Regions from separate parts of the Mus musculus genome. Here regions 2, 3, 4, 5 and 6 are each linked to region 1. Evidence: chromatin contacts called from public HiChIP or PLAC-seq data. All regions are on one chromosome and are shown on one strand. Each heading gives the region's core, a stretch centred on a gene start, on an enhancer-like site or on the middle of the called end of the contact. The rest is flanking DNA. Distances are from core to core; before and after follow the strand shown.

What was found. HiChIP or PLAC-seq counts read pairs in DNA pulled down with a chosen protein or histone mark.
Region 2: an HNF4G HiChIP or PLAC-seq map of pancreatic cancer cells shows a contact between it and region 1. The contact joins two enhancer-like sites.
Region 3: a contact with region 1 is called in a FOXA1 HiChIP or PLAC-seq map of pancreatic cancer cells. The contact joins two enhancer-like sites. A contact is called at or near these places in 1 of 15 datasets of contacts at CTCF or cohesin (the NIH/3T3 cell line), 2 of 115 datasets of contacts at active chromatin or transcription factors (fibro-adipogenic progenitors and pancreatic cancer cells) and 1 of 9 other capture datasets (embryonic stem cells).
Region 4: a contact with region 1 is called in an HNF4G HiChIP or PLAC-seq map of pancreatic cancer cells. The contact joins two enhancer-like sites. A contact is called at or near these places in 3 of 115 datasets of contacts at active chromatin or transcription factors (the NIH/3T3 cell line, embryonic fibroblasts and pancreatic cancer cells).
Region 5: a contact with region 1 is called in a FOXA1 HiChIP or PLAC-seq map of pancreatic cancer cells. The contact joins two enhancer-like sites. A contact is called at or near these places in 2 of 115 datasets of contacts at active chromatin or transcription factors (embryonic stem cells and pancreatic cancer cells).
Region 6: a FOXA1 HiChIP or PLAC-seq map of pancreatic cancer cells shows a contact between it and region 1. The contact joins two enhancer-like sites. A contact is called at or near these places in 1 of 15 datasets of contacts at CTCF or cohesin (the NIH/3T3 cell line) and 1 of 115 datasets of contacts at active chromatin or transcription factors (pancreatic cancer cells).

The regions. Positions count from the first base shown.
Region 1 is chr16:25,903,101-25,907,022 of GRCm38.p6, forward strand. No RefSeq gene overlaps it. Among named protein-coding and RNA genes, the nearest start is that of P3h2, 200 kb to the right of the region's middle. Within about 2 kb of position 2,496, at least 16 of the 459 cell types and tissues checked have an H3K27ac peak or open chromatin away from gene starts, as enhancers often do. A contact at or near this core is called in the NIH/3T3 cell line, embryonic fibroblasts and pancreatic cancer cells, where this site is marked.
Region 2 is chr16:25,530,128-25,533,691 of GRCm38.p6, forward strand. No RefSeq gene overlaps it. Among named protein-coding and RNA genes, the nearest start is that of Trp63, 150 kb to the right of the region's middle. Within about 2 kb of position 2,059, at least 86 of the 459 cell types and tissues checked have an H3K27ac peak or open chromatin away from gene starts, as enhancers often do. A contact at or near this core is called in pancreatic cancer cells, where this site is marked.
Region 3 is chr16:25,416,305-25,420,143 of GRCm38.p6, forward strand. All of the region lies in intron 5 of Tprg (transformation related protein 63 regulated), which reads left to right. Among named protein-coding and RNA genes, the nearest start is that of Tprg, 130 kb to the left of the region's middle. Within about 2 kb of position 2,122, at least 39 of the 459 cell types and tissues checked have an H3K27ac peak or open chromatin away from gene starts, as enhancers often do. A contact at or near this core is called in pancreatic cancer cells, where this site is marked.
Region 4 is chr16:25,464,531-25,467,910 of GRCm38.p6, forward strand. No RefSeq gene overlaps it. Among named protein-coding and RNA genes, the nearest start is that of Tprg, 180 kb to the left of the region's middle. Within about 2 kb of position 1,326, at least 61 of the 459 cell types and tissues checked have an H3K27ac peak or open chromatin away from gene starts, as enhancers often do. A contact at or near this core is called in embryonic fibroblasts and pancreatic cancer cells, where this site is marked.
Region 5 is chr16:25,582,685-25,586,467 of GRCm38.p6, forward strand. No RefSeq gene overlaps it. Among named protein-coding and RNA genes, the nearest start is that of Trp63, 99 kb to the right of the region's middle. Within about 2 kb of position 2,182, at least 37 of the 459 cell types and tissues checked have an H3K27ac peak or open chromatin away from gene starts, as enhancers often do. A contact at or near this core is called in pancreatic cancer cells, where this site is marked.
Region 6 is chr16:25,483,379-25,487,291 of GRCm38.p6, forward strand. No RefSeq gene overlaps it. Among named protein-coding and RNA genes, the nearest start is that of Trp63, 200 kb to the right of the region's middle. Within about 2 kb of position 1,938, at least 38 of the 459 cell types and tissues checked have an H3K27ac peak or open chromatin away from gene starts, as enhancers often do. A contact at or near this core is called in the NIH/3T3 cell line and pancreatic cancer cells, where this site is marked.

The sequences.
Region 1 (3,922 bases), core at 1,246-3,745:
AGGTCATTGATCCACCACAGAGGACTGACTCCCCAGCATCTTATCAGATCCTGTTTCAAGAATAGATCAGATTTGTATGGTTTCTGCCACTCCGTCTAATCTGCATTTGAATGCTAAGACACATTTTAATTGTTTTGAGGCAGAATATAAACATATACATCACATCTGCCGAAGAAGACGAAGTAGGAAAAAATTTACAACTGTCAGCAACTTTTCAACTATCTCAAATGTGTATGGAAAATGTCTTTTGAAGTGCCCTGGTATATTTGATACAGATGAGGCCCACTGGTCAGCACTTGTATTCTGGGCAGGTGCTGTTGAGTAGTCTGGATGACCTCTTACCTTTCCAGGTGTCACCGTGGCCTGTTTGTGGCTGACACCTGAAAGGCTTCTCCTGCCCAGTAGGCACTAATATATAGTTTCCTCTCCTAACTTGTAAACATGATGTTGAAAACGCACTAAGTATCTAATGAGGGTTTAATAAATCTGTTGCACATTTTAATAAATGCTATGAAAACAGTCAAAATATCTAATATGCTTTTCTTTATCTGAATATGCAGATAGAACATATCCAGCATTGATTTTCTGTACAGATATATGGTGTTTTCCTTAAGGGTGCCCTCGTTGGTCAGATTAAATGTAACCAGTGGGGAGCTGTCGCCTATGCTTAAAGAGATAGTGCTGTATTAGTGGTAATTTTGTTTTAATTAAGACTAGAGATTCCACCTGGTGCTTCCTCTGTCTCTTCTTGTTTCCTGGATCATCAATAAGGTGCACCATCACTTCTCCTGAACGGCCATGACTTTGCCAGAGACATGTTTCATAGAGAAGGACGGAGGGTAGGCTCACTGTCTGTAAGCATATCTGACACTTTGTGGAGGCTTCTTTCTAGTATATGTGCACTTTTATACTTTTAAACATATAGAAAACTGGGCTGGAGAGATGGCCCAGTGGTTAAGGACATTCGTTGCTCTTGTAGAGGACCAAGGTTCATTTTCCACTAACCATGTGGAGGCTCATAGCTATCTGTAACTCCAGTTCTGAGGGATGCAAATGTCTTCTTCCGACTTCTGAAGGCACCAAGCACACAGGTGATGCACAGTCACTCTTGCAGAAAAAATATGAACATACAGCAAAATCGATAAATTAAAAAATATGGAGAGTTCAAAAACAATGTTACTTGTATACATATATAATCCACAGATGTTATGATTGTTAATCGGCAGATATTATGATATTTAGTAGTATATATGTAAGACCTGGGTTTGTCTGTTTGGTTCACAGTCTGGGACACACTTGAGGATACATATATACAACCAGTATCAATGAAACACCTTACATTGTAATACTGTACTGTCAATGACTTGGAGAAACATGCTTTGGAAAGGAGATCAAGAGAATGTCAAAGGAAAGCAGCCTGTGGACTCTTTTATATCGAGACCATAAGAACAATCTCCCAATGGTGTGCCAACATAGAAAGCCTTCCTTTGCTTCTCAACATCAGTGCTGAAGAAGCCCATACCAATCTGTGTTCCCAGATGCTATGAGTGGTGAGATTGTAGACTATCAACAAAAGTGAACTCACATGCACCTTGTGACTCTACTGTTAGCACATATCATGAGTTGATCATCTAAGATCATGAAGCCAGTCAACAACTGATTTGAGTTACTACTTAAGTTTCTTTTTTATACTCCTCTCAATGTTCTATCAGAGTGTGGTAGCTCAACATTCTGAAGCTTTCCCCTGACTTTCGTGGACAAGGCATGCTCTAGTTCAGCTTGAACCACTAACATATTAGCAAGATCTTACAGATGAAATATGCCTTATGTTATTTAGTGAGCCTGCATCTGTAGTCATTGGTCCAGTTCTACCTGGCATAAAGGCAAATCTGCATCTTCCTAGTGGGCTGTCTAGATGAATTAAAATAAATAAAGCTCATTATGGTTACTTCGGGTGGTCATTTTGTGCCACTTTACCCATATACTGCTGTTTCTAAGATACTTTAGAGACAGAGATAGCAAAAGGGAAGTGGATTTCTGTGGGCCTAGATGGAGAGCCAGTCTCATCAAAGCTAGGGAATGCTTTATTCTTCAAAGACCTTAAGTAGTCATATTGTTCCAGTTTAGCTAATGCCTGCTTTGAAAAGAGACCTGGGATGCGTTTTCCACTAAGTTAATCCCACTGAAAGCTTCTTCAATTAAGTCAAGCTTTAGGGTCCAAGAAATAGACAAGTGAATTAAGCCTCTGTGACTCAGCTCCTCCTTCCTCATTGCACAGCCAGGAATGTGAGGAGGAAATGAGTTGGATCAAATCTATGCTACAGATCCATGAAGCAAGGAACCTGGCCCTAAACACACCCAAGATGCTTTTCCAACAAAATACCTGTGCATTACAGTAAGTCTACTCTAGCACTTGGTCCCAGTGAGTAAGAATCTCACATTTATGAGTCTGGAAAGAAGATGAATAAGAGAAAGGCACGTATCCATGCAAAGGGGGTTTGGGTGGGGCCAGCATACTGGCATTAACAGGAACTGGCTGATTCATTACCACAGACTAGTACCCCTGCTAGCATTTAGGAAATACAAACACATAACATATAACTGATGTCTTTATACCATTCCAAAGGAGAATAGTCTGAGAGTGCAATAACAGGACAAGATGGGGGAGGAAGCCCTAATCAAGTGGCACAGTGTGAGGTGAAGCTCTGACACAGTACCTTTACCCCGAACTTGAAACTGAACTCTGTTGTGGCAAGTTCAAATATAGGGACTCAAGCTGAAGGTAAAGATCTTGGAATTTCCCTTATTAATCATCAATAAAAAGCCTCTTTCTGAGGTAAGTAAATTTCCAGCCTCTTCCAACTTTTGGTGTTCCAGTAAATCTAAAGACAGCCATGGTTGCTGACTATTGAGAATGGAGCCTGTTAATGTGGAGCTCTGTATTGAGGAACAAGCCTTCTGAAATGTGTCCAGACACTAATCCAACACCATCACATTGTTTATATTGCACACAATTTCTTTTACTTTGCAGGTCTCTGTTTGCTAATTTGCTGATACAAAAAGAGGTAGTTTTGTTTTTCTCTTCTTCTTTATAGTACTGGAGATGGAAACAAGGATTTGTGTGTGTTAGACAGCCACTCTCCACTGAACTCCCAGACCACCCATGTTTATTTCTATTTTGATCCTTTACAGGCTTCAGTTGGTTGTCCAAGCTGTTCTGAGCTCAGTATTTAACCCTATCAGGCCCTAACTAATACTTTCCCATTCACCCCACTTACATTGTATGGCAGGTCACATAACTCAGCATTCCCAGGTTAAATTTTCACTCATATCATTACTGATGGAGTGATTTTACTTAAGTTGTTGTACCTGTCTCCAACTTAGACAATAGTGAAGTCATTCTAATACATATACAAAAAGATGAGTCTAACTTTTAATAATCAGTAATAAAGTAACAAGATCTCAATAAATACTCCTGATTCTTAAGACAGCCACTAATAATATTGCTCACAAATCCTTAGGGTTAACGTAGTGAAAATGGCCATCTTACCAAAAGCAATCTACAGATTCAGTGCAATTCCCAATCCAAATTCCAGCACAAGTTTTTATAGACCTTGAAAGAGAAATTCTTAATTGCATATGGAAAAATAAAAAGCCAAGGATATCAAAATTTCTAAACAATAAAAGAATTTTTGGAAGATAAAAACATTCATGACCTTAAGTTATACTACAGAACAATAATGAGAAGAACCACATGCTATTGGTACAGAGACAGACAGGTTGATCAACGGAATATAATTAAAGACCCTGAAATAAACACACACATACCTGTGGACACTTGTTTTTTGACAAAGAAGCCAAAACCATACAATGGAAAAAAGAAAGCATCTTCAATGAATGGTGCTGTTCTACTGGCTGTCTG
Region 2 (3,564 bases), core at 809-3,308, 370 kb before region 1:
TCTAGTCATAGACTGAAACTTTTAAGTTGATTTTAGATTGTGTGTGGTGTCACAAACAGGCAAGTTTGAAAGGCTATGTCCTCTAGACAGAATGTCTGCTTGGGTGACAGATAGACAAATCCTCTGTGTATTACTTTATTTGATATTACTTTCTCTTATTCACGCAAGGGCTGGGTTTAGGTTTGGAGAGAACCAATCATCCTTTATCATTCTAAGGTTGATACTACTCAAACATAGGTATCTATGCCTGCTGAATCCTTCACCAAGTCAATAATTGTACTTCGAGTAACAGTTGACATGAGGCATGCTAAATATCAGAATAAAGAGACTTTATAATGGTTCAGTGGCTAGCTGAAATTTCTACTTTGGTAGAAACTGCTTTCTTTCTCTGAATTGCATTTTTTTTTCTAAAACTCCACCTAGGTATGGAATTTTCACATTGCCATGAACCAGTTTTACTATGAAAGTTAGTCAAGTGTAGCCATGCTATAGATAGCAGTTGCTTAGATGAAATCAAAGAAGGAAACCTACCTACAACATCTAAGGTAGCTGTGGAATTCTGTCTTTCTCCACTATGACTGATTTTATTTGAGATGTTCCTCTGTCATGTCACTGTACCCACGTTGCTATTGAGGTTTGTGTGTGTGTGTGTGTGTGTGTGTGTGTGTGTGTTGCACTCCCCAGTGGTACACATTGACAGGCAAGCCAGCATGAGAAATATAATACCAGAAATGTGCTTCCACACATGAATGCGAAACTTAAAAGGAGCTTGACAGAGCTGCTTCGCCACTGATCGGCCCATTTTCTCTCAAACTGGCTGAGTGTTGTTGATACTTTTCGTTTCGGTGTATCTCAGTTGCCTCTTATCCACCAATGATGAAGTCCTCGAGCAAAGGAGAGTCCTCATTTCTGAGAGTCTACCAGAAGTATAGAACTGATCAAATTAGGTAATATAATATGAGTGCCTTACCCTAGGAGGAAACTACAATAGCCTGTGGTGATCAGAAAATGAACAGATATGTAGCCTAGTCAATATGTAATGGGAGAGCTCTCATTTAAGTTGTATTGGTGAAAATGGAGTTATGTTTGAATGAAACATGGAGAACTAGGATAGCAGCACTAAGTTATCAAGGTTTGAAAGGCATGTGTGTATGTGGGGGCAGGTTTGCATAAATAACATAGTCCACAAAGTGGGAAAACAATATACCCAGGCTGGTTGATGAAGTCAGATTACAGAGCGCCTTGGGCCCCGGTGTTTAAACAGAGAGACGGGTGAGAGGCAACAAGAGCCAGAGTGTGTCTGAACTTCAGGAATGTCAAGTGAATAGAAAGGAGCACAAGCCTATGAAATAGTCCAGAGAGTAGATAATAAAGGATGCCAGGTATTGTGGAACACACTTTTAATCCCAGCATTTAGGAGGTAAAAGCATTTGGAACTGAAGGTCTACCTTACATATACAGTGAGTTCAAGGTCAGCCTAAGCTCCACAAGAGCCTGTTTCTTCCCAAGTCAATGAAAAAATGTTAATGTCTATGTCCAAGTACATGATATAATTTACTTAGAGATATAAATTTCATTGGGTTATATCTACCACAGGAGCAGGATGTCTCAGACTTTGTCATTGATCAGCTGTAGGAGTCATGAAGGGAAAACAGGATGATAGAGTCAAGTTATAAAGGCATGTAGCCTGACTTAGAAAGCCACAGAGGTCATTGTGATCTGAGGTGTGGGTCTAGTTGACCTTCATGGATACAGCTGAGAGTTAATTAAACTAGCAAGACACGAGCTGCAACTCCAACTCTGTGTTTTCTTTCTGAGTTGATGATTCACTGTTGCTATTGAGAGGTGAGTTGGGCCATGGGTGAACAGGAGCAGTCGGCAGTGAAGACTGAAGGGCAAAGAAGCAGGAAGATTTCCTTGAACTCTGCTTGCACTGAAAACCCTGAGCAGAAGCCCAAACTTGTGGCTTTCTTGGATCTCTTCAGATCAGAGAGCTGCCCATTCCAAAGCCACAGCACTTCTTTTGCGTCTCAGTTACACCACAGGCATCTGACTCATAGGATAGTCAGCCATAGAGGTCAGTCCTGCCTTAAAGCAAGTCTGGAGTGGAGCACTCCTCGGCTTCAGTTTACCTTCTGTTTAAATAGGTCTTGGTCATGGCACTGTTACATTGAAAGGGTGGGCTTATCTTTGTGTTGTATATAATCAATCCTTTATGAACTATAAACCCATAGATCATTATTGCCCTTATTGTAGAGAGTGCAAAGAATAAGTGTATATAAGGGAACAGGTCCCTCAAAAAGAAGAACCGTTCTCAGAACGAGCCGAACGAAGCTTTTAGAGGTTACAGACACAGTGTCCAGGTCAAACCTCCGACTTCCTATTAAGCCTTTATTCCTTTTTACCATCCAAATTAATTACTTCCTTACGCTTCATATTTTAAACAACCTCAAAAATGATATACTATCTGGTAGAGGAAGGTCCTATTTCTTTCCTTTCAGTTTTAAATCCAGGTTTAAAGACCCTTTGGAAAACTTGGCAGCCACTTTGGAAATGGGCGTGAGCTTACAGGACAGCATCAAGGCTGAATTCAGTACAAGAGCACTGAGCTGTTTCATTTGCTGAAGCTTCTGGTAGGTGTTCTAAGAGATCAAGTGTTAAATCAGGGGGTCCCTGTCTGCTGGCACTGCCCAGTTCCAGACAGGGAAAAAGACAGTCAAACAACTAGGGCAAAACCAAATGAGATTAAGAAGACATTTTCGGCTTCATTCACTTTCTGGATGAATAAAATACTGGGCCTCCAGAGTTTGGCAGCCCTCATGACATGTTAGGAGAGAAGAAAAGAGAGCTACTTCTAAATGGGCCATTTCCCCATAGTGCCAGTGAGCTTAGAAACTTTACAAAGAAAAATGGGACAAGTCTTTCTCACTCTCATTAAGCACCCTCAAACACCAGTAGCCTTAACAGGAGACTCCAGGAGAGGCAGATGGAAGTGCCCTGACCCAGCACACTCAGGACAAGAAACTGCAGGGATTGGGGGTCATTGCCAAGTGGTGAGATGAACCTGATAGGGTTCCTAAATAACAGCATGCCCTCAGCTGCAGGCCTGACTTCATGCTATTCCAGTCGTGTGACCTGTCTCCTCCAGGGATCTAAGATAACACTTATCACAGCCGGCTTTGGGATCCGGTTGCTTGAATGTGTCCCTGCTTTCAGCACTGAATATGAGAGCAATGACCATGACTTACTCAACTCTGTGCCCCAGAACACTTGGCATCAGCCCTGGTCCTCGGCAGATGCCCAGAAAGTGTGCAGAGCTGGTTGGAATTTTGGCAGGGCTTCCTGCTTCTCATGGGTAAACCCCATGGGTCTTCTTGTCTGATTTGCAAAGGATAAAACATTTCATTTATTAGAAAACTGGGATCTGATTTTTGAGACCCTGATTCTAAAAGAAAATAGAACTGGATTTTCCTTTCCATACAACCCTGTCCACAGGACCCTGACAAGTCTATTTCCATTCCATGCTCAGTTTTCTATGGGTGGTTAGAGAGATTAATATATAAG
Region 3 (3,839 bases), core at 872-3,371, 490 kb before region 1:
ATAGAAAGTGGTAGAGAGGTTATGATGAGGCAGTTACTGGGCTGTTAGATGGTGGCTACACTAACTTTGAGTGGAGATAATCATGAGTGAGAGGGGTTAGTTTAGCTTATGAGCTGCTATGCTCGAAGTATTGGTAGAATAATAAGGCAGGGAGAAGTTTAGGTCTGAACTGCTATAGAGAATGTTAAACTGAAGAGAGATAATTTAGTTCAGATAGAATGACATCAAGGTTGAGTTACTGGGTAGTTGCTTTGGAAGGGACTTGACCGGGAAGTATTAATACACATAGGTGGTCAAATTCAAGTTTATACATATCACTAGCCATTGCCACCTAATCTTGTTTCTAAAATGAGATGTAACTTCTCATGAGAGCAAGAGAGAGAGAAAAAGAGAAAGAGAAACAGAAAGACAGATAGACAGACACAGGTGATGAAGGAGTTTAACCAAGCAGGGAAACTGAAACCAAGGAAGGGAGAATTTGTGTGCACCGACATGTCGACATGCCCTTGTAGACTTATATATCTTCATCTTGCCCCAAGGGCTCAATCTGTTTGTCCCACTTTATGTTTAGAAGACATTGCTTTGGTTTTCTTCTTTAACCCTTGCTTTGCTGAGTTGCCCAACTTTGTGGCTTACACCACTGGAGAAGCACTAGTGACCCAGACTGAAGCTCATGGACACCTTGAATGGATCACAGATCCTCTGCAGAAATTCACGAAATATTGAACAGTCACTTTCTCTCTCTCTCTTTTAAATTATTGGTTATTTAATTTAGCACATTTCAAGTCTTATTCCCCTTCCTGTTGTCCCCATCCAAAATGTCTTTTCTCTTTCCTGGACTGTTCACCCATCTTTTCCAGGAAATATTGAAATAGAGTTCGTCGTTTTGTAATCACATTTAACTTTAGCCACTTGTCCTTTCACATGAATTCAGCAAATTGTGATTGGCTCTTCCTGATGTTGAGCCCAACAAAATGACAGCATGGTAGGAACCTGGAATCCTAAGGATCATTCAATAGAGTTCACCCTGAAGACATTTGTGGCATGAAGTGGGGTGGCTTTCAAAAAAGGTTATTCACAAATTTTATGTAATGTTTGCTCATAAGACTGTTAATAGAGGGAATTGCAGGGTATCATGGGATCTCAGAAGAGGGGACAGTTATGTCTGAAAATTGGCAAAAATGATGACATTTTATGTAAAATTCAAGGTAAGAGTGATTTAAGCATCAAATTAGGTGAGTTAAGACATTTTAAGTAAAGGAACCATGGCCAAAAGCTACAAATTACAAAGTCATGTGACATCTTCTTGGATGATGACTAACTCATTTTATCAGAAATTTAAAGTGTGTGTGTGTGTGTGTGTGTGTGTGTGGTCTTCGGAGCATAGAGTTGAGGTGGTTAGGATGAGAATGTAGGTCAGAATGAGTGGAAACATGTAGAAAAGAAACTTGTGCCATTCTCTTAGTTCTTGCTCTACACTGAGTTACCCAGAGTCACAGGATCCATGCAAAGCAATTGGTAATTCCAGGTAAGATGTGCATACACCATGCATTTTGGTCAGCACTGGAACTTGCCAAGTGGTTTCACATCTTCAGTCCTGGACAATTTGCTTTTCATCCAGGAGTGCCTCCTTCTCTACAGAGAAAGGTTGAAAACTTATTGCCGGAAGGCTTGGAAAACCTCCTGAACTCAGGAATGTGGGCCTGCAGGCGTGAAACCTGGTCTCTTTGCCCAGTATAAACAGGAAGTAAGTGATGGCCGTAATAAAGAAAACTGAGATTCTAGGCGGGAGCTGCTGGCAGACACCACCTGAAGCAACCAGGGGCCCAGGCACTCAGCTGGTAAATAATTGCTGTAAAGTCAAAAATACTGTACCTCCTCCTCCTGCACGAACGCTGGTGTGCTTCACTTCAACCCTCACACAGCCCCTCTGTAACTGGAGTTGTTAAAACTTGACCCTCTGTTTTTGAGACAGAAATAAAAGCGGGAGACAGAGGTGGGAGTATAAAAGCTTTTAGACAAAAGTATGTGGCTGGTGGCATTCATATCAGATGACACAGCGTTCCTGTCACAGAGATTGAGCTCAGGTGCTTGAAATGCTCAAGAGCCAGCCTGGGGACGTGGCCTTTTGTCTGCCACTCCTTTAAGGAGCAGCTTGTCTCTGTAAGCATGCCTCCCTCCTTTGAGAGTGTTCCAGACGTGGCTGGGAATGAAGTGTATCTAATGAAATGCAGTGTGTTGAGTATGAAGTAGTGTCAATATTTTCTCTCCAGCATTTAGATTCTGAGACCACAGGGGATCCACAAGAAACGAGCTTGAATGTGAGAGCTGAGGAATCTAGTCGGACAAACACTGATCTCTAAGAAGGCATTATGATCAGTCAGGTGGTCTTGGCAGATGGAAATGTTGAGATGAATTGTTGTACCTTTTAGGAGACTGTGAATTTTAGATGGTGATGATGATGATGGTGATAAAAGAGATATGTATTGTTTGTAAGAAACAAACTTCTTAATGTTTTTTGCAATGATTCTGAATCCCAGCCTTATCCCATTGTACTCTCCTGCCCCTACTACTACTTGTGAGCACATAGGTTCTCTCTCTCTCTGTGTGTGTATATATGTATGTATGTGATTCTCTTTCTCATTTTACCTATGAATTTGATGGTATCATTATACTCATTTTTAGGCACCTTGTTTATAGATTAGGATCTTTCTAATCCCAGTACTTAGGGCTACATATATTGTGAAGCTGTATATTCTGTAGTCCACTGAGTCTGTTTTTAATGAGATATGGTCTTGCCACATAGTCCAGGCTAGCATTGAACTCTTCATCCTCTTGTCATTAGTATTGGGATTGCAGGCATGCATTAATCTACATCTTAATGGGAAGGGACTTTGGTCACTAAGGGATATTTAGTGACATCCTTACCACTAAAGAATATTTAATGATATACAGGATTTCTTTTGGTTTTTCCAAAATTCTAGAGATAAGGCAAGATAATGCATTTTTAAGCAAAGGAAACATGGCCAAAAGCTACAAATAATAAAGCTATATGAAAATTTCTTAGATAGGGATTAAGTAATTTTATATGAAATTTCAAGTGTGTGTGTGTGTGTGTGTGTGTTTTCAGAAGGAAGGCCTGGAGGTGTTTAGGATGAATCTATAGGTTGGGAGTGGAAGTTCTAATGAGTAGAGACTTCTTGTGTACCTAGCAATGCTCCAGGTGTCTGAGGGAGAGCTATTACAGAGTATTCTGTATACTTAAACTGTAAAAAAGATTCTACCCCATAGTAAAAATATATTTGATCTCCAAATTGTAGTAGCCTCACAATGGCTTACTATGTAAAGGCCACACTTGCAGCTATGCTTGGAAAACCAGTTAATATATTTGAGTGGAGATATCAATGAAATGCAACAGAAGAAATAGTACTATTATAATTAATATTAATTATTTACTTTATTTTATGTGTATTAGTTATTTACCTCCATCTCTGTATATCACAGTGCTATTGGATACCAGAAGAGGGTGTCAGATTCTATGCAACTGGAGCTACAGATGGTTGTAAGCCACCATGTGGCTCTGAACCCAGGTACTTTGCCAGAGCAGCAAATGCTCCAAAGTGCTGAGCCATCTCTTCAGTCCCAAAAGAAAACCAATGTTTTAAATTGGGTATGCAGGAGGCATTACAGAAGTGGGAGGCTTGGACGTGGTTTTCAAACATGGAAGGAAAATGGAAAGCACAAAATGGTGTGGATTGAATTATGAGTTGTACAAGTTACATAGAAGTTCAGTGTTTTTTTTTAATTAATAATTTTCCTTTTAAAGTAAAATATGACTT
Region 4 (3,380 bases), core at 76-2,575, 440 kb before region 1:
ACTTTAGTCTATGTTCTCTGAGCTTCTTAGGCGCCTCCAGAGTGAAAACAGTAAACAGTGTTCATTTGGTTATTTCCCACATGGGAAATGTTTGCCGGTTGCTGGCTGAAAAGAATGGCTTCATTTCTCAATCTGTCCAGAAACAAGCATATCTTGACCTGCCACTATAGGACGAGTTAGGTGTTTCTGAGAAAGAGTTTATTTTTCTTTTCTTAATTATTCATGGTCTTTCTTCATGGGAACTGGTTCTCCAGTCTGGCATGTGCTAACAAACAAACAAACAAACCCATTTCTGTCCTCGTCCCAGTTTTGTATGACAGAACAGCCCTTTTCTAATAGAGCCCTGGCAGAGCCTAAGCACATCTGCATGGTCTGCACTGTACGGCTGTTTTCTTCAACAATATCCCATTTGCAGCACATTAAGGATCCTGTGCTCTTTTCCATGGGGACTCAGATGCTTCCAGAGGGTGGACTACTTGCTCCTTTTACAGCTCAAATGCAGGCTCCTGTTATTTCTTTGAACATTGGTACTCAAGGGGGTAACCAAACTGTCTAAGACCGTGGAGTTCTAATTAGCCTGTTTAAAACTTCATTTCTCCGAATCATTTGCACCTAAATTAAAGTTACTAGGCTTTGCCCATGACTTTCGAATTGAATGCATCACACTTTCTCTTTACATCTAAGAGATCAGAAAGGAAACAAAAAATTGGAATTAAAAACATGGATGCTATAAAGGGAAGGATAATTCATAAGATCCACAGAGGTAAGAGAGCAAGAAGGCATACTTCCAGTATCCTCAACACCTTTAGAGCCACAGGATCAGGGCATTTCCATCTCAGCTGGAGTATTATGTTAAGTACAAGCTTCTCCAAACGCTTTGTCTATTCCATGGTCTCAGCTCTGGCTGCCTCCACAGCACCATGATGACAGCGTGGGGAGGTAGAAGGGTTCAGCAGCCTGAGGGGGATGGAAGGTATCAGAGAAGTGGGGGTTATTTCAGGTCTTGCTTCTCTAAGCCTTCAACGTCTGAGCCTCGCTTCGAGACGGACCTTCCTGTTGTGAAACACTGGAGCAGTTGTTGCGGTCTGAAGATAAACAACATTCCAGCAGTTCCCCCCACGGTCTCCTGGAGGCCGGGCTTTTCAACAGCTCCCTGGCCTTCAGGCATCCAGGAACCCAGCTTCAGTGTGGTACCTGTAATAGCATACACAGCCATAGCTTTGTGGTGCTGGTGCTCTTAAAATGGATTATGGTAATGAGTCTAGGATGAGTCCTGGGTGCCGCTGCCTGGTCATTAAGTGTAGGAAACACTAACATCCTTTGTGTAGCTTTGGAAGCCCAAACTGTTCTGACTGGAGAGTGGTGAAGAACAAGGGTTCCTTGGCCTGATGTGCAAGCTTCGCATTTTCATTAATGACTGGGCCTGAATTAGGGCTCCCTAGGGTTATATAAGGGCACGCTTGGAAACCAGATGCAAGCTGTTAACAAATTCAATCTGGCTTTATCATGAAAGGGTTGGACCGGAGGTTAGTATACCCAATAGACAAAGTGTCTCACATGCGTTTCCAGTAAGTTTGTGCTTCTTATATAGGTAGGTGTGGTTTTAAAGAGCATAAAACCACAACAAATCAAAGAATAGCTCAGACTTGCCTTTTGCTTATGGTTGAGGTTGGTTTGAGTAATGATTCATGGACTAAGAATGCCGGCTTTAGTCCCTGGCTGAGGCCTACCTGCAGTACCACCAGGATCGACCATTTCTTCAGAACACATTCTCTCACCCTATATCACTTTCTGAAGTTTTCCATTTCTATGCACACCCACCATTATAATTGCCTTCTAGATTAATGTATAAGTTCTATAAAGAACAATTAATAAACTCCATTTGAGTGATAGAATACTAAGGCTTGGGAGATATGAAATAATTTCCCCACGATCTAAGGGCTACCACCATTTTATAAATAAAACAGCTGAATTTTTGATGGCGTTAGGTGTTATAATACCTTTCAAACACACATACACAGACACACAGACACACATACACACACAATTACTTTATGATTGCACAGGGGTATTTCAGGCAGGCAGTCCTAATTAGTGATACTTGCTTTCTTGTATGTGTGTGCGTGTGAGGTACCCAGGACACATCCTGAACTCATTACCATAATCCAATTTAAGAGCACCACACATACACACACACACACACACACACACACACACACACACACACTCACACATACACACACACTCACACATACACACACACACACACATACACACACACACATACACACACACATACACACACACACACACACACGCACACACACACACAGAGAGAGAGAGAGAGAGAGAGAGAGAGAGAGAGAGACCTCCTGCTCATCTATCTTTAGCACTACAACACCATTACCATTATTAGATCTTGCTAACACTTTTATGCCATATCTACAGAGCTCCTTTTGTGATTCCCCAGAATCTGAAGGTGTAAGCTCTTTTCAGTGGAGTCCCCTGTTAGGAAAATTGCCTCTGTGCTCTTTGAACGTTACCCCTTGAGTTGTCATTATCTGCAAGGTTTAAGGGCAGATTTTGAGTTGGGTAGTAGCAATGTAAACCACCAGACAGCCATTTTCCTTTTTGACGCTTTGCCTCTGGGTATTTAAAGGATGGAAATAAGACAAGATGGAAGTTCCCTTGGGAATTCAGGCTTCTCACTAACACAATGAGAAACGCGAATGACAAAAGGTCCTCATCCGAGCACAGTGAAATGGCCCTTCACGTGTAAAGCGCCTAGCACAGTTCTCCATAGAATCAATACTACAGTGAGAATTATTACTTCTTCCCTTAACACCAATGTTCCTAAATCAATTATGTTATGTAATTTTAGTATTGTGTCTCTTGGCAACTGAGAGTCTTCTTGGATGTGCTGAGAGAAAAACCACGTGGGCAGAGCATCATATGAATCCAAAATGCAGGTTTCTGGACTTACAAACTCTCTTCTAGTCTTCCTTTGAAGTAGGTTCTCTGTTAGTGATTTTGTCACTTTCTTCCACATGGAGCTATAATACCACTGGTTCTAGGGCACAGTGCACCTGTCTTCCCCAAAAGGAAGACTGATCTGTCTGTGCCAGTTCATACAGACTGAATCACCAGAATTATCTGGAAACTAATAAACCAATACGGGAAAGGATAGTGGAGCTAGCCATGCATGCCATGTAGATATTTGAACTTAGAACCCTTATGTTAGTAATTGATGCCTCTGATTCAACTAAGCCAACCAACTTCATGTCAAAGACATCATTGATAGAGATAGAAAACCCAAACCAAAAACATGTTAAGTAGCCTCTGGGCGTCAGAGAGCAGTTACTTACCATGGGTTAGAGATC
Region 5 (3,783 bases), core at 932-3,431, 320 kb before region 1:
ATTCTCAACTGGTATACCAAGAATAGTAGACTGTAGAATCTCTGTGTGAAAGACATTTATCCACATGAAGGTAGCAGATAGGGGGTGGGTGGGTCAACAGACTGATAGTATTAAATGCTGGGGGGGGGAGAGAAAATTCATACTTAAACCATACTTCACTCCTATGTATTCTTTTTCCCAGGATAAGAAATGCTGTAAAGCAATTGTCACAGTACCTCCTAGCCAAAATGATGAAATGTCCCTCTGGATGAGCACATGGCATCCTTAGCTCCCATAGAGTTAATCAGGACAGGAATGTCAATCACCTGGTCAAGAGACCATCTCTTAGAAAGGCAGATTCACCTTAAGCCATGCAAAAGAGATAGAAAGACTAACTTTCCCTTTAATGAGCTAATGCACTTTTCCTTCCTAGAAATCGCAACCCCTAGCATAGACCCTAGGAGCTGTCCTGTGGTTCCCTTAGACATACCTGCCTCTCTGAGTCCTGAGTCAGAAGAGTATAATTCCCTTGTGTTTCTCTTCTGTCTCTTTCTGTTAGATCCTGGCCAGTGCCCACTTACACTTTTTCTGGCACTCTGGACTTCCTTTCTCTTTTTCTGGAGCCCGTCTTCCCATCATATGACAATTTATTGCCGTATGACTGACCGCAGGTTTACCTCAAATGCCCTTTTTATCTCTCTTTAAGCTTTCACCTATGAATCTATAATAAAAGTCGCTCCAAAACTAATATTCTGTTGTCTGTGAATCTTATTCTTTGGATGTGCAAGACAAGAACCTAAAAATCACTGGCTCTGGGTGGCTTTGGTCGTCCAGTGTTTTCTGGGTTCATAGCACTTCAAGCTGGGAAAGGTTCTATACCTAAATACAACTCAGTAGTCATATTTCACTATGCAAATATAAAAACCCCACCCCTGCTTCTCTAGAAAAGCCTGATGGCACTGACAGGAAACTTCTCCCAAAGCAAAGAAGGAAGCCTCTGTACCAAAGCCAAGTGAAGGTCATTGAAACCCAAGAAAACAGCTCTAGAAGGGCATTCAAACCCACCCCCCCCTCGACCCACAGAAGATCCACACATTACATACTTACTTTCTCGTTGCCCAAGACACTGCCACTCCAGAAGCATTCCTCTACAAGCATTCTCCCAAGAGAAACAAGTTTGCCCATTGTACCATCATTCAAGTTCCCAGTGACCTCCAAGTCAGCCAAGAAGCAGATAGAAGATGACATATTTGTGTCTAGTATGGATGCCAAACCCAACAAACACCAGATCAGACAGGGTTTGAAGAAATTCAATGACATTGATATGGTCAACTCAATCTGTTCATGTCTGATGGAAAGAGGGGGGCTGTATTTCAGCTGACTCCTGATTATGATGCTTTGTACGTTGACAACAAAATTTGGATCATCTAAACTGAGTCCAGCTGGCTACTTTTAAACATACATGCTTCATTGAAAAAAACAAAACCAAGCAAACAAACAAACAAAATATAGAAATTGAAGTAGTGGAATGTGAAGTCACCAAGATTTAAAAACTGTACATATCATATCCATAATCAACTTATGGTGAATCTTATTTTCCTAAAGGGCAGCTACTATCTTACGAGAAGCTTCTGTGTAAATAGCCCTTCTTGAAGAAAGGAGCCACATGCACTGTTCTTGCTTATAAATAACCCAGAGACTATGTTCCCAAACTCTGCTAATCAAAGCAATAAGGAAAGAGTTCTCAATCTTCATTCCAGGAGTGACTTGGACTCAATGTTCTTGAGAAAGAAAAGTAGATTCTCGCCTGCAGGCTCTTGTGTTTAACCCAGCTGCAGGGGAGCACGTGCAGATTTGAACTGCCCCACCCAGACTGGAGCAGCCAAGCTCCCTCAGAGCTCATACTTTGCAAGGAACGCTTCTGGGGGAAATCCTACAGAGCATAGCTTGGGCCCAAATAGTCCTACTAAGCTTCTGGCTATTCATTTGGGCACAGATGAAAATGTGCTCTGATGGTACAGGGAAGATTCCCGTGTTGGTCGTTAAACCCAAGCCACCCACGGATTTGAGGAAATATACATGATTATATAGTTTCATACTGAGCACTGAGATTTTTGAAATCCAGTTGCTTTGAGCCCCGTGATCTGCAGAAAGCAAACCCAGTCTTCTTCATGTCCCTGGGAGCACGAGTGCGGGTGTTTGCTTTGCATTAGCATGTCAAGCTGTGCATACCTTTCTGAGGCGAGGTCTGGGTGTAATGGGGTGTGTCCCGGAGGAAGTCAACGTTCAGAGATTTATTTTTTTTTGTGTGTGAGCTATTCACTTTAATTATACCCATGCTGTTCGCTCGCTTTTTATTATTACTCTTATTCACTTTCATATCCCCTTCCCTTGGCTAAACACACAGAAAAGATTCATTTATTATGTGAAGAGACTCAAATTTATGGAGCCCTTTTAGTTTGCAAGGAGGCTGGAGACTCCATTGTGAAAGCAGTGTCGCGATTCTCAGGGAACATGGGCTCTGATCTTGCCTCCAGCTCCGGACAAAGGCACCAAAGCAATGTTCAGGCACTAAAAACACATGCCACTGACTTGAGTGGTGGCAGATAAACCACGGCAGAAGAGGGGAGCTGGAGGCAGGCGCAAGACCAGAGGAATGTGACTAGCAGTGCATATGTCTCTGTTCAGTTCTAAATTGTTAAGCAGAATGACAGCACATGCATTGACATCCCGAGAACAGCAGCTGTCAAAACTGTCAGACAGCACGAGATTGATTCCCTTCAATTACTTGTTGAACCAAGAAGTTAGAGAGATGGCAAAGCTCCACGAGGTCATCTAACTTAAGTTTTTCTGCCTGGGAAAATTGCTTTGTCAAAAATCAATGTGTGAGGGCAAACTAGAGCTTTATTGTTATTTTGAGCTGACATAAAAGGTATGGTGGATCAGTATTCATCCATTCAACCCATCCTTTCACCAATTTGCCAATAGTCTTCCTACCCTGCACTCACTCCATGTCAGACTCTTTATGTCCTTAGGATACACAGATGCACTTAAGCACTAAATGATGGATACCGTCACTGGATAGCTATGTGCTGGGGTCTGATATGAAGCAATAGAAAGATGGCCACGACTCACAGGGTTGAAAGCAGACACTATGCCCAAAGATAAAGCTACTGCATCTTAAAAGATGAGCAAGGAGATGTTTCCAGTTCCTTTCTCAGACAATTGTTGCCCTCTTGTTGCCTTTAAACCAGTGCAGAGTTGCTAGCATCTCCCTCTCATTTTCCAGAGATAGAGCAACCCTGGAGAAGTAACCCAGCTTCGTCACAGCTACATAAGAAACCTGAGAATTTGTACATTTTAAATTTTCACACTTTCACTAAATCTAGAGAGAGTGGTGTAATCTACAGCTATATTCAGACAAGAGAGGGACCAGCAGAAGCCTTGACTTCAGGCACCACACAGCAAGATCCGCACCTTGACAGCCTTCCAGGTTTTAATCATGCTTTTTGAAGAACTGTAACATCTTTGAGTTGTTTTACTTGGTACGTGATTAAAATATTCTGTGTAAGTAGAACATGGTGACTCACATTTTGTTAGGGTTGCAGAGCACAACTAGCTACAGAGTCTTCAAGAAGGATGAGAAATAACCCATAATTCTGTTCTCTCCTGTTTTCCCTCCCTACTCCCCCAACACTGTGTGTGTGTGTTTCAAAACGTGACCCCAGAAAGAAAGAACAAGTTTAGGATGTGATTCTAACATAGCATTGCATTTCTCAATTCCTATCATTTCTTTAAGCCGTT
Region 6 (3,913 bases), core at 688-3,187, 420 kb before region 1:
TTCTCAGTAATAAGGTATACTGGGGGCCTTTCTATTAGCAGACAGTGGCAAGGACAAGCATGTCACACATACACAACATGAAGACACAGCATGCATCCCCACCCAGAACTTGTCCTAATCCAACTTATCTCTGTTACAACATTGTATAAAGTGGCCCCATTCTTGCAATCCTTACACATTTTCCTATAATCGTTGCATAAGCAGGAGCCATCTTATTTGCCTTCAGAGACACATGCATTTGTAAAATAAACATGTATTGCATAATGAACCTACACATGTATGTTAAAACGTTTTCCTGATCAAGCAAAGCTCTTTTCGCCATTTCTACACTTATGAGTCCCCCTTAGTTTATTACCTGAGCCAAATATATACTGAGGAAACTGACTAACCAAAGCTACTTCAAGTTCCCCAGACACATGGACAGAAGCCCTGCAGGGGGGAGCCATGTCTCTCCTCCTTCCTCACCTAGTCACGCTGACAAAATGTAGGCGCTTCAGTGAAGCACCCAGAGCCCACACCCTTCTTTAGACTGTTCTTGGCCCCTTAGGCACAAACTGTTCCAAAGTCTGAGTCAGTCCTCCCTGCCCATTTACATGCTTGGCTGCTGTCCAAGGCTACGATAAGAAACCACCCAGGTGCTGTGCCTCAGAGAGCCAGCAACATGGTGGTCTTGGCCAGCTGAGCCTAGGGTAGAATGAAGGAGACAATACCCCTCTGGGAGTGAGAGTCATCAGCTAGTGTCTGCAGAGATGGGCTGTGATTTGTGATTTGGCAGATCACTCATCTCTGCCTCTCCTCTCGTCATCCTGGAAGGGAGGGGTTTAGCCAAACGACCTTACCATCCTCTTCTAATTCTCCAGAGCCTGGATGCAAAATGAAGGCAGTCTAAGCATTTCATGCACCTTAAAGAGCAATGTTATTTACTTGTCTGTACTAACCACATCCCTAGAAGAAAGAGACGTAGCTCAAGCTCACTGCTAGTAAGGTTGGAAATGCACATGAACCATTGTCTTGGTACTCATCCCTCCCAGGTTTGTTAGCTTCTCCATCTCAGCAAAGTTAATTCTTGGGGGTAGAGTCATGACCCGCACCATCACTATTACTTAAATGTGCAGCAGATGCTGTGTCCAGAATAGGGGACATAGTTGCACTGTTCCTCTGTCAGCTGTCTGAAGACTACTCAGTGACTATGGTTTCTATGCTGTTGGCTAAGCCCAAAACAGAGAGCAGTTACTGTGGAATGGGTCCTCACGAATAATAACTAATAACACAGCAAGAATACTACCACTTAATAGTCAATGCACACTGCTTCAAATAAAGATGGGCTTTTAAAATTCATTTTATTCTCATAACCACTGTGTTAAAGCAGTATCTCCATCCTGATATTGGAGCTCTTGACTCTAGCTGCATATATATCAAAAGATGGCCTAGTCGGCCATCACTGGAAAGAGAGGCCCATTGGACTTGCAAACTTTATATGCCCCAGTACAGGGGAATACCAGGGCCAAAAAGGGGGAGTGGGTGGGCAGGGGAGTGGGGGTGGGTGGATATGGGGGACTTTTGGTATAGCATTGGAAATGTAAATGAGTTAAATACCTAATAAAAAATGGAAAAAAAAAAAAAAAAAGAAAACAACAGTGTAGCAACGCTATAGGGTCATTGAGACCGGATTTGTGAACGGACTGAGTAAAAGAGGACAGTCATAATCTGTCACCTTTGTGCAGGATTTCAAACACATGAAGAATCTTGCAACCTCATTCTATGCGGTTTTCATTATGATGTGGCAGTTGAGTAATGGCTTCCTTGAAGTTCCCGCTTCAAGGAATGAAATGAGTCGACGGTACATCAGATCATTTGATATTCAGCTCTGGGCCTTTCTGAACAAGCTGACATCGTGCACTGGATTTGTCATGGTTCAAGTGTAGCTTAATTCATGACTACACCAGAAAACTAATCTGTGTGGTGAATCACAGGGTGTGAATATGAATGGGTGGCAACTGTAGGTGGAACAGGGCATAGCGTAGCATTTGAACAAATGGAAAGACAGAGGTGAACAGCAAGCAACCATCATGGTAATCATGATGTGCAGTCTTGTGGGTTAATCATGCTCAATGTGCAGAGATGTTCTGCGCTTAGCTCATTTCAGAAGTGGTGGAGGAGATGACACCGGGGTGGGGATCCCTCAGGAACTTTTGTGCTCAGTCAGTCAGTCAGTCAGTCAGAAACTTCGAAGTTAATTCACTCTGTGAGGAGCAGCAGGTCTTTGTACTGAGCCTGTTTACAGATCCTCACCTCTCTGGGTTCCACCTCATGCTCTGCTCTTCTCTTAATATTAATGTCAAATCCTCACACAGAATAAATCATCTTCAAAGTTTACAAAGGAGTTACACATATGAGTCTTAAGGAGAAAAAACAAAACAAACAAACAAACCAAAAACCTGATGCCTCTGACTCTGAGTACAGTTGTCATTGTTGAAAGTGACAGTAGTCATTTTGTCATTAGCTAAAAGTCAAGACCTGGAAAACTGAAGCTCAATATCAAACATTAACTCCTAAAAAAAGTGTGTGTGCGTGTGCGTGTGCGTGTGCATGTGCACGTGCGTGTGTGTATGTGTGTGCATAAACCAGCCCATGAAAGAAGTAGAACTCAATCAACCTTTGCTCTCCCCTGTAACTTAGTTCCAGATGCCAGTAATTTTTTGTTGTTGTTGTTTGTTTTGTTTTGTTTTGTTTTTTGAGACAGGGTTTCTCTGTATAGCCCTGGCTGTCCTGGAACTCTCTTTGTAGACCAGGCTGGCCTCGAATTTAGAAATCCACTTGCCTCTGCCTCCCGAGTGCTGGGATTAAAGGCATGCGCCACCAAGCCTGGCTCAGATGCCAGTAATTTAAAAGATGATCAACTTAGCTGTTTCTTATCCAGGCCTGTGCTCAGCCAGCCACCCCCGCCAGTGTCAGAGTGAGTGTACTCTCTATCAGTCTTTGAGCATCTGTTTATCTGTACTGACTCAGCCTCTTAAATCTCCTCAAATTCAATTTTCGTTTCAGCTTTACTTCTGTGCCCCACATCCTCGTTTCTACCAACGATTGCTGTAGTTTTTTTTTTTTTTTTTTAATTTCTCATCCTGCTCCAACATAAACTAGACTAGTGAAACATTACAAACTATAAAACAAATTGTCACAACATGTCAAGCTCCGGTGCTTCTGGAATGGGAAGACCATTCTCCAAACACTTCCTTTTCTTCTTCTATACCCTTGTGGCTGCCAGTCTGTCATACGCTTCTTTGGCCATGCTGAGTCACTTGAAACCCACTGCACCTGACATGCTCTTTGGAGGCACAGTGATTTTGATGATATCGATTGTGTTAGTCAGATGTTTCATAGCGGTGGGAAGCAGTTTAGAGGAGGAAAGATTGGTTTGGGGATGCTGGATTGGGGGCCTTGGCTCTACTTGTGTCAAATCCATTGCCATGGGCCTGTGGTGAGATGGAACATTGCAACAGAGGAGCAATGTGTCACCATGTGACAATCAGGAAATAGAATGAGATGGAGAAAAAGAGAGCATGCAAGGCACTGTATACAGCCTGATTGACCCTCTTCCCCCAGCTGGATGGCTATTCTCTTAGGGGGTAGGCCAGATTCAAGCCCTGAGAGAGACCCTGAAAGATATGCAAACAGAATTCCTCTTTCTTCTGTTGACAATGGCTATTTCCATTTTTAATAGAAATAATAAGGAACAGGAAAAATTATATCTGTGGTTGTCTATAAAGGCCTCACAGAAAAGAAAGTTTGAAAAACCAATCCCCAAATCACTGGGTGCGTTTTTCTCTCGTCGGAGGGAATACATGTTTTCACTTTTAATTTTTATTATGTCATTGAAATTACATATAATCATTATTATTCAATCAATTCAGGG